Regions from separate parts of the Mus musculus genome. Here regions 1 and 2 are each linked to region 3. Evidence: chromatin contacts called from public HiChIP or PLAC-seq data. All regions are on one chromosome and are shown on one strand. Each heading gives the region's core, a stretch centred on a gene start, on an enhancer-like site or on the middle of the called end of the contact. The rest is flanking DNA. Distances are from core to core; before and after follow the strand shown.

Region 1 (2,700 bases), core at 121-2,620, 150 kb before region 3:
GTGTGCGCGCACGTGGGTGTTTGGACTCTAAGTAGACTATTTCACTTCCCCATAGGCAGGACAATGAAGATATCCATCATCATTTTTGTAATTTTATGGTACACAACATACCCATATTTCCAGGCCTCAGGAAATCATGGAGAGCACCAGTTGGTGGTTTATGTAAAGTGGGCAATACCTGATGGAGCGTCAACAGTCACAGGCATCGACCACGACCATACATCATAGCCTTGAGTGACAAAGGGAAGTGACAGGGTGTGAAGCCTCTCCCATGGTGGCAGGAAAGCCATGCTGTCTGCCTGGTGGAGCCAGGCTGCCTGGTGACCAGCACCCTTCTGGGTGAACGGTCTGCAGTTTTGTCCAAGGCCAGGTCAGAAGTAACAGACAGCTAGTGCAGGTCTGAGGGAGTCCTATGCTACTCCTGGAACTCTGTGCTACTCCAGTGCCCTAGGTAGGCCTCAGGATTGAATGCTATATTCTGAGTGCAGCTGAGCAATCTGCAGATGCTGGATGCTGTCATGGGCAGCAAGGCAGCAGGGATGACCAGAGTCCCACCCCTGCTCCCTGTTCCTGAACCCCTCACTAGCACAGCTTCCTCCTGTACCCATATGCAGGAGCTGCTTGGCAAATGCTGACGACAGCACTTCAGCTCCATCCTGGCTCTGTCCCCTGTGCCAGGAACCTTGGGGAACAGACAGGGATTTGGCAAGATTCCTAGGAAATGGATGGCGCCCCAGTGAGCATTGTGGATAGCGTTCCCCAGTGTTGCCAGACACAAGGCACTGCTGTTTCTCGCTCCTCCTAGAGAAAGGAGGGCCATTTTGGAGCAGGGTTTTAAATGGAATAGAGGGGAAAGCAATCCAATTCCCGGCATGCTCAGAACTTCATAACACAGGGAAGAATTCACCTTCCTAAAACTTCTTCTTGGGTGAGAAGTAAGGTAAATCTGGGGCCTAATTCCCCTGATTTTTCAGACTTAGCGTAGGTAGAAAACAGATCCATTGCCTTATTGACTGGTATCATTAATTCGAGGTTAGGGACCCGCAGGCCTCTCTGGAGCAGGCTCGCCTTCTCCTGCCTGCCTGCATATTACCCCTCTATCATTTTTACTCCCTCTCTGACTCCTTTGATATGGTAATGATCTTGCACAAGAAAAGCCATTTTTATGTGAGTGCTTAAGGAATTAAAGGTGAGAGAGAAGAGGCAGGGTGTTCAGAAAAATGACAGATCGTCATTAAAATCTAAGTTAGTGTAGCCCCTGTGATGACAAAGCAAGCTAGCAGGCCAAAGGGAGCTACAGGGTAGGACAGGCGGGTGCCTCTGGTGAGCATGGGGGACAGTGTTACTAACTGGCTGGCTTAGTGCTCTGCTGCTGATGTGCGCTTGCTCGCGCATTGATTTCCCTCTGCCCTCCACAGACCTGGCTGCAGTTAAGCCTTGTGTCCTCCACGTGATGCTGAGCCGAATCAGATTTTCCTTTTAGTTGTTCGATCACATTTTCCTTCCTCGAGCTTAGAAAGGCACACTTGGGACTATATAGTAATTGCCTCCCCACACCGAACTGCTGATACCTTTATTGGATTGGCATAGGGTTTCAGAGGACTGTGTTTAACAGGCAGTGAGCCGCAGCAATGCAAACAGCTCCGGTGTTTAAACAAGCATCCATTAGGCCAGGAAACAAGGCGATGCCAGACCATTTGGTGCTCTGTAATACTGGTGGCTTGAGGTGAGCTGTGAGCCGGGCAGCTACGCCCCACTTTGGAGCCTGACAGGATGGGCTCCAAGGGGAAACGCAGGATTCCCAGTGTTAGAGATGGAGCCCATTCGCCCCAGGTTTCTAGAAGAGGAAGGTGAAAGGGGAGGGGACTAGAAGTGTTGTGGCTAGGGACACGTGCAAAACTCATTAATATCTCATTATGTTAGAATTGCCAACTCCCCACAGATTGGCTTGAACACCGGCAGTGGCAAAGAACGGACTGGAGGAAAGCGCGCCCCCCCCTCCTTTTTGCAAGCCCCAGCAAGCCCCCCCCCCCCCCCCCGCTTGTTTTGCACCAAGGGAGTGGTGGTGTTGAATTTGTGAGGGAAGGCTGTGAGGAAAACCGCACAGGAGCAATAGCAAGCTGCTTGAGGGAGGGAGGCAGACAGAAAACTGTGGTTTGTAAATACACAAAGTGGCCAGCTTCTGTGTGCCAGCCAGAAGGGGGAGGGGATCCGAGCAAGCCAGAGGCTGGGAAACCCGGCATTGCAGCATCCACCGGGGCCATCCTGAAGCCTGGAGGTGGGGGAGGGGTTAGGACTTGAGGGGAGCAGTGTGAGAAATGGGGAAAGGGCTCTGAACTTCTAAGGGTCGGGAAGAAAATGAGGGGTAAACTGGATCAAAAGGAGAAGAGAGGGCAGCAGGGTCCAGCCAGAGAAAGTTGGGGAACTGTGTTCTCAGGTGCCTCAGTTGAGTAAGTAGAGCACAGAGAAGATTCTAGAGCAGACAGACGGTCTGCCTTGCCTGTTTCCAACTGCAGCCTAACTGAGCCCAAATCAGCCCAGTCTCGATGAGGGTTAAGTACTCCACCCTCATGGTAGCTCTGTGGCCATGCCCTAGCCCAAGCTTAATTCCTGCACAGCATTTATCGTTCATCGGTATACTCCAGGATGCCAGCTCTGGGGTTGGAGCCTTAGAGATGGGAAGTTGGAGCCATGCACCTC
Region 2 (2,700 bases), core at 30-2,529, 180 kb before region 3:
TACCTGTGTTTCTGAACATGTGTATGTTCCCATATGTGCACACTCATATACGAACAATATCTTGTTCTTCTCATCTTCCAGTTTCCTTCCCTCCCGGCAACCAAGGGTCCTATTTCCCTGTACTTCTGCCAGTAAGACTCCAAGGATATAAATGTATTTGTAGGCATACGCTTTCAGAAGAGTCTAACCATACAGGCTTAGGGTCTGTGTCACTGGGCCTACTTGATCACTTTCTTCTGAAGCCGTGAATCAGTCTCTCACAGTTACAATAACTTCTGTTCTAGAGAAACACTAAAATCCCGGCTGGCTGGCGTTTGGTTGTATCAGTTTGTTTTTCTCTTATGCAAACATGAAAGGTTGAGTGCTCACAGAGGCTTAGAGAGCTCCTCTTCTTGTAGCCCCTGCAGGGTTGTAGAGGGAATCTTGGACTTTGGGGCTCCCAGCTGAGGTTTGGGGATAACCAGGGTCTAGAGAATCCTGGGGAATCTTGTTGGAGGTCTGTGTGTGCCAATCCTGAGGGTGCCATGCCTTCTTTCTGCTCACATTCTTACAGGGAAAAAAAAACTTGCATGCTCTCGGTATGAGGGTATCAGAGAAGGGTACTCTGTTCGGTGGACCTCCACCCACCAGCCTTCACTCGCCACAGTCACGGGGGCGGGGGGGGGGGTGTGTGCAGGTGTTCGGTGAGGAAGGTGGTCACCTCTGCTGGTTACCATTCTGAAGTGCACCTGCTTCCTCTTTATGTCTTCCCGTCACCTGAGAGGACAGTGGGAGGTCAGTGTGCTCCCTGAGTTCCGCTCCTGTCTGTGGGAAGGACACTGGCTGCCTGTCCGGCCCCTTTCTCTGGGAGGAGGGGCCCATGCATTCATGTGTTCCTATGGTGGGGTGCACACTGTATGCATGTGTGTTCCTGTGGTGGTAGGGTACACACTATGCATGTGGAAGTCAGAGGACAGCATTGGCTGTCATTTACCAGCTGCTGCCAGCCTTCTTTTTGACAGGATGGGGAATGGACCTGCTGATACTCTAGGCTGGCTCATAGTCCTAGCCCAAGTTACTTACTTACTCTATCTATCTATCTATCTATCTATCTCAATCTCTCTCAATCCCCCCCTCTCTCTGAGTTATAATGCACACAACCATGACTGATTTAAAATAAATAAATAAATAAATAAATAAATAAATAAATAAGGGTTCTAAAAACCCAGTTACTTACTGATCTCTGTCCGCAACCTGATCATTTCCTGAGCTGCCTCTAGATGACCTCTCTACACTTAAGCCAGGAGGTACCCAGAACAGAGGGCCTCTGACACCCACACATGGCAGGCTGCCTGTGGATCTCTATAGTCCTGTGACAATCAACCTTCCCAAGCTGGAGCTTAAAGCCCCCTTCTGCCTCCTTTCAACGCAAGACTTTGCTACCAAGAATTTTCCTGGTAACCTTCTTTGTTTTTTTTGCTTACAAAACTTTCCTTGCTATTAGACCTGGGGGTTGGGGGAGGAAAAGAACAAACACAAGTCAGCAATAAAAGCTCTTGTTAAGTTAAACATTGACCAGGGCAGCATTCATCAAGCTGCTAGAGTCGTGGCAGCCGTCCTGTTCCTCCCCCACAAACGCAGAAGCAGCTGGAAGGGAAGCCTAAAGTCTAGGAGGGGATGGCTCCCTCCTCCACAACTCTGCCTACGTCAGCCCCTGAAATAGAAACGTGGGGATGGAGTGGTTTGATAGCAAGGAAGAATCTAGAGAGAAAGCAGTGTCATGTGGCCTAAACTGGCCAACTGCTGCCTCCCTGGAGACATGGGGCAGAGAAAAGGATGGAGCCTCGCTCGCCCTGGCATTTCTGCATCTGTTTTCTGGTCCTTGCTGCTTCCATGCTTGCAGTAGCTGCTGTTCTTCGTGTTAGTGCATTCATATCAGCGGATGGTATAAACACTTAGGCAGCCAGCCTGCTATGGAGGAAGCCAAAGCAAGAGAGCTCTGGGCCAAGGTGATTTCCCTACTCTGACTCCCCCATCCCCACCCCCTGGTCTCCAGCCTTTTACAAAGCATAGTGGTTTAAGGTTAGCATAGGATGGAGAGAAAGGATCTGAGGCTTGGTCCAGATCTCTTCTTAAGGAAACAAGTGCTTCCCCACTGGGGCTTAGCTCTGGGAACTGTGACCAAGAGAAACTGGAAGCCCTAGTAGGAAGGGTCTCCAACAAGTGGAATGAGACCTGTAAAACCAAACCTGTGTGTGGCTAGAAGACAGGATCAATCAAAGAAGTGAGGTCAGTCTCCACCATAGTGGAAGGAGAAGGTTATCAAAATGCCATCTGTTAGAGGAACTACCCCTTCAATGTCCTTCTGGCTGGCCCAGAAAACACAGAAGTCCTTGGTGTAAGCACAACAGGACTGGGCTAACCACTGCTGAGCAGGGCAGCTATGAGTCTCTGGGGCACTGTTTGGGTATAGCAACTGACCAGCATGTGTGTCTTTGTAGCCTTCAAACCACAGTCATTCCCAGAGGGCATGTGGATTCAAATATCTCATCGTGAAGCCAGGGGAGTGGGGAGAGACTATCACATAGAGATGTACTATTTCAGGAGGTGGCCACTCCATCTTTCTCCATAGGAACCACTGGGAAATCAGGATGGAGGTGGGATCTCTGCACCCCTGTGCTTCAACCACCAGCATGAGAGGCAAAGGGAGAAAGATGCTGG
Region 3 (2,843 bases), core at 79-2,578:
TGTGTGTGCGCGTGTGCGTGTGCGTGTGTGTGTGTGTCTCCGTGTCCGTGTCCGTGTGTGCTCATGCATGAGAGAGAGAGAGGAGGGAGAGAATGAGAGAGAGACAGAGAGACAGAGAGAGATGGAGAGAGAATGAGTGAGACAGACAGACAGAGCAGAGCAGATGTACAGACTAGAGGACAGTCTTGGTTGTCCTTGCTCCCAGCTTGCTTTGAGCAGAGTCTCTTATTGATCACCACTGTAGAAGTCCGGCTAGCTGGAGGTGTTGTCCTGTCTCTGCCTTCCATCTCACCGCAAGTGAATCAAGGTTTCAGGTGCCTTCTAACACATCTGTCTGCCTTTTGTGGGTCTGGGGATCTGAGCTGTGATCTTCAGGCTTGCCTGGTAAGAATCTTATCCACTGAGCCATCTCTCCCAGCCTGGTAGCAGGCTTTTGAGGGAACCCTGGGTGTGATTGAAAAAATGTTGGAGAACAGGATGGCTCCACTGGTGAAATCACTTTGCCACCGAGCTTGGTGATCGAGTTTCCTCCTCAGAAATCTTCAAGGTGGAAGGAGAGAACTGGCTAACCTCCACAGTGCCCCTAAATAATAAATACATGAAAAATGAAATGTTTTTAAGAGTATGTGTATGTGTATATATATGTGTGTGTGTATGTGTGTGATGTGTATACACACACACATACACACACACACACACACACACACACACACACACACACACACATCTACATGATGTTGGATTAGGATGCATGCACAAAGCCCTGGGTTTGATGTTCAGAAAAGCAAGATGGAGGGAGGGAGGGAGGGAGGGAAAGAGGGAGGGAGGGAGGGAGGGAGGGAGAAGGGGAGGGAGAGAGGGAGGGAGAAGGGGAGGGAGAAGGGGAGGGAGAGAGGGAAGATAAGATGTCCACTGTGTTTTGCACAAGACAAAGGATGATAAGAATTATCTAATCAGATATACAGAGAAGATATCAAGAAGAACAAGGAAATAAAGATGTGTTGGAAAGCAAGATGCAAACTAGAGAGAGAATCCCTGTTTCCAGAACTACTTCTCCGGCCTTCCAGCCTTCAGAGCTCCCTGCTCAAGGTTTAAGATGAGAGATTGTAAACCCTGCTTCATCCACATCCTTAGTTTAGCCAGCCAGAGCTTTGAAATGGCAACTAAATTGCCTTTTGGTGAAATCAAATCTTCCCTTACTAGCCTCAAGCAGGGAGGACTCCCTAGCGCTGGGGCTGGCTAATTCGTGCCAGCAGCTCAGGGTCACTCTCCCGGAACCACTGAGGTGAGCACTATTAAAGGGTTACTAGCCTCCTTTGTCGCCTGCAGTTTGTCCTGTAGGGGGTCACCCACTGCAGCCTTTTCTCCCCAGCCTGCCTGCCCGGCAGGAGGCTGCTCAGGGCAGTAAAATGTTTATTACCTGTTTATTGTGTGAGTAACCGCATTCAAGAAGGAAATATTTTCCGGTTTACCTAGGGCAATGAAAATAGGATTAAGAATTCTGAGGGCTGAGAAAGGAGCTGTATAAAAGCCAGAGTCACAGAACATACCGCCTGCAGCCACGAGGAGCCAGGCACCCACCACAGCTCCAGCCCTTTGTTCTAGTCCTGGCCACTTCCTCTCCTGTTCCCAGACTCTGCAATTCATCACCGAGGCTCTAGGGACTGCTAGCTCTCCCCTAAAGGAGAGTTTGGCTCCCATCCCAGATATGGCTATCAAACTGCACCAAAAGACAGGTCGGGGGCCTGATTAACATTTGCACACATATTTCTCTTGCCTCCAAAGGAAGTTACAAACAGCTTAATTTCCAACAATCTTGTAATGTGGAGGTTCAATATATAATATCATATAACCATTTGTATCATCCTCCAACCGCTGTGTGTAGTGAATGCAGCCATCACGGTCCAGACTTAATTCATGTCTATGATTTAAAAATTACTATCGCAAATCTTCAATTAGTTCCCAAACATGATCCTCCCCCAACAGTTTCTCCTCCCAGGATTTTTTTTCTTTTTTTCCCTTTTATCTTTTTTTTTTCTTTTCCTTTTTTCTTTTGTTTTCTTTTCTTTTTTTTTGTGCTGCTAATTCTCTTATTAAGACATGTCTTGTCTTGATCATTAATGGAGCAACACAGGATTTAAATTCTTTTCATAGTTCACAAAATTATTCTTCCCACTCTCTAAAAGTAAAATATGCAACCCTCTAAGTGTAGTCATTCTTACGAGTGGGCTTCAGGATTGAACCCTAATTATTTCTATTGTTCTCTAGGCATTCATTCGTTCATTCATTCATTCATTCATTCGTTCCGCGCTCGGGCTATTATTATCACATGCTTGGACATAGTCCTGAGAATATTCAGTTGTCCTTCAACCCATTCACAGGTCAGCTGCCTTCCAGAGGAAATATGAGTCCCTTCACCCTTAGCTTACAATGCCCACTTAACCCACTCAAAGCCTATTGTCCTTGGGCACCTGTTACCTGCTGAGTCCTCTATCTCATCTTTAGTCATGCTGTGGACCACAAAGTTCAGAAGTGAGTCTGCTGTGTTCCATCTTTGGGCCGGCTGCTCCCTCAGCCTAGGATTCTCCTGCCCTAGCCCTTCATTTGTCTGGTGTCTCCTGTCCTCTGGCCTCTGAGAACTCACTCTGAGATTGGGAACATGATGCAGTTGATGACAATGGCAACCTCAAGACTTGATCAGTACCTGTCACTGGGCTGCTGTGGGAGATGAGAGACTCAGTGCTTTCTTAGGGGCCTTTGGTTTTGCTTGAGGGTAGCAGGGTCTGTGGGACAGGGGAGTCAGAGAGTCCTCCAGCCTCCAGAGATTAACGCCCTCTTGTACC

What was found. HiChIP or PLAC-seq counts read pairs in DNA pulled down with a chosen protein or histone mark.
Region 1: a contact with region 3 is called in an H3K27ac HiChIP or PLAC-seq map of embryonic stem cells, with 5 read pairs. The contact joins two enhancer-like sites. A contact is called at or near these places in 2 of 39 promoter capture datasets (cranial neural crest and liver), 1 of 484 Hi-C or Micro-C datasets (the N1E-115 cell line), 3 of 115 datasets of contacts at active chromatin or transcription factors (embryonic basal ganglia, embryonic midbrain and embryonic stem cells) and 2 of 9 other capture datasets (embryonic stem cells and embryonic tail).
Region 2: a contact with region 3 is called in a FOXA1 HiChIP or PLAC-seq map of pancreatic cancer cells. The contact joins two enhancer-like sites. A contact is called at or near these places in 1 of 39 promoter capture datasets (cranial neural crest), 1 of 484 Hi-C or Micro-C datasets (the N1E-115 cell line) and 4 of 115 datasets of contacts at active chromatin or transcription factors (cardiomyocytes, embryonic basal ganglia, extraembryonic endoderm stem cells and 1 more).

The regions. Positions count from the first base shown.
Region 1 is chr3:51,887,946-51,890,645 of GRCm38.p6, reverse strand. The region is part of intron 1 of Maml3 (mastermind like transcriptional coactivator 3); the gene reads left to right. Among named protein-coding and RNA genes, the nearest start is that of Gm46803, 180 kb to the right of the region's middle. Within about 2 kb of position 1,370, at least 123 of the 459 cell types and tissues checked have an H3K27ac peak or open chromatin away from gene starts, as enhancers often do.
Region 2 is chr3:51,915,275-51,917,974 of GRCm38.p6, reverse strand. The region is part of intron 1 of Maml3 (mastermind like transcriptional coactivator 3); the gene reads left to right. Among named protein-coding and RNA genes, the nearest start is that of Maml3, 190 kb to the left of the region's middle. Within about 2 kb of position 1,279, at least 144 of the 459 cell types and tissues checked have an H3K27ac peak or open chromatin away from gene starts, as enhancers often do. A contact at or near this core is called in extraembryonic endoderm stem cells and pancreatic cancer cells, where this site is marked.
Region 3 is chr3:51,738,011-51,740,853 of GRCm38.p6, reverse strand. All of the region lies in intron 2 of Maml3 (mastermind like transcriptional coactivator 3), which reads left to right. Among named protein-coding and RNA genes, the nearest start is that of Gm46803, 32 kb to the right of the region's middle. RefSeq lists an enhancer at 998-2,002. Within about 2 kb of position 1,328, at least 105 of the 459 cell types and tissues checked have an H3K27ac peak or open chromatin away from gene starts, as enhancers often do. A contact at or near this core is called in extraembryonic endoderm stem cells and pancreatic cancer cells, where this site is marked.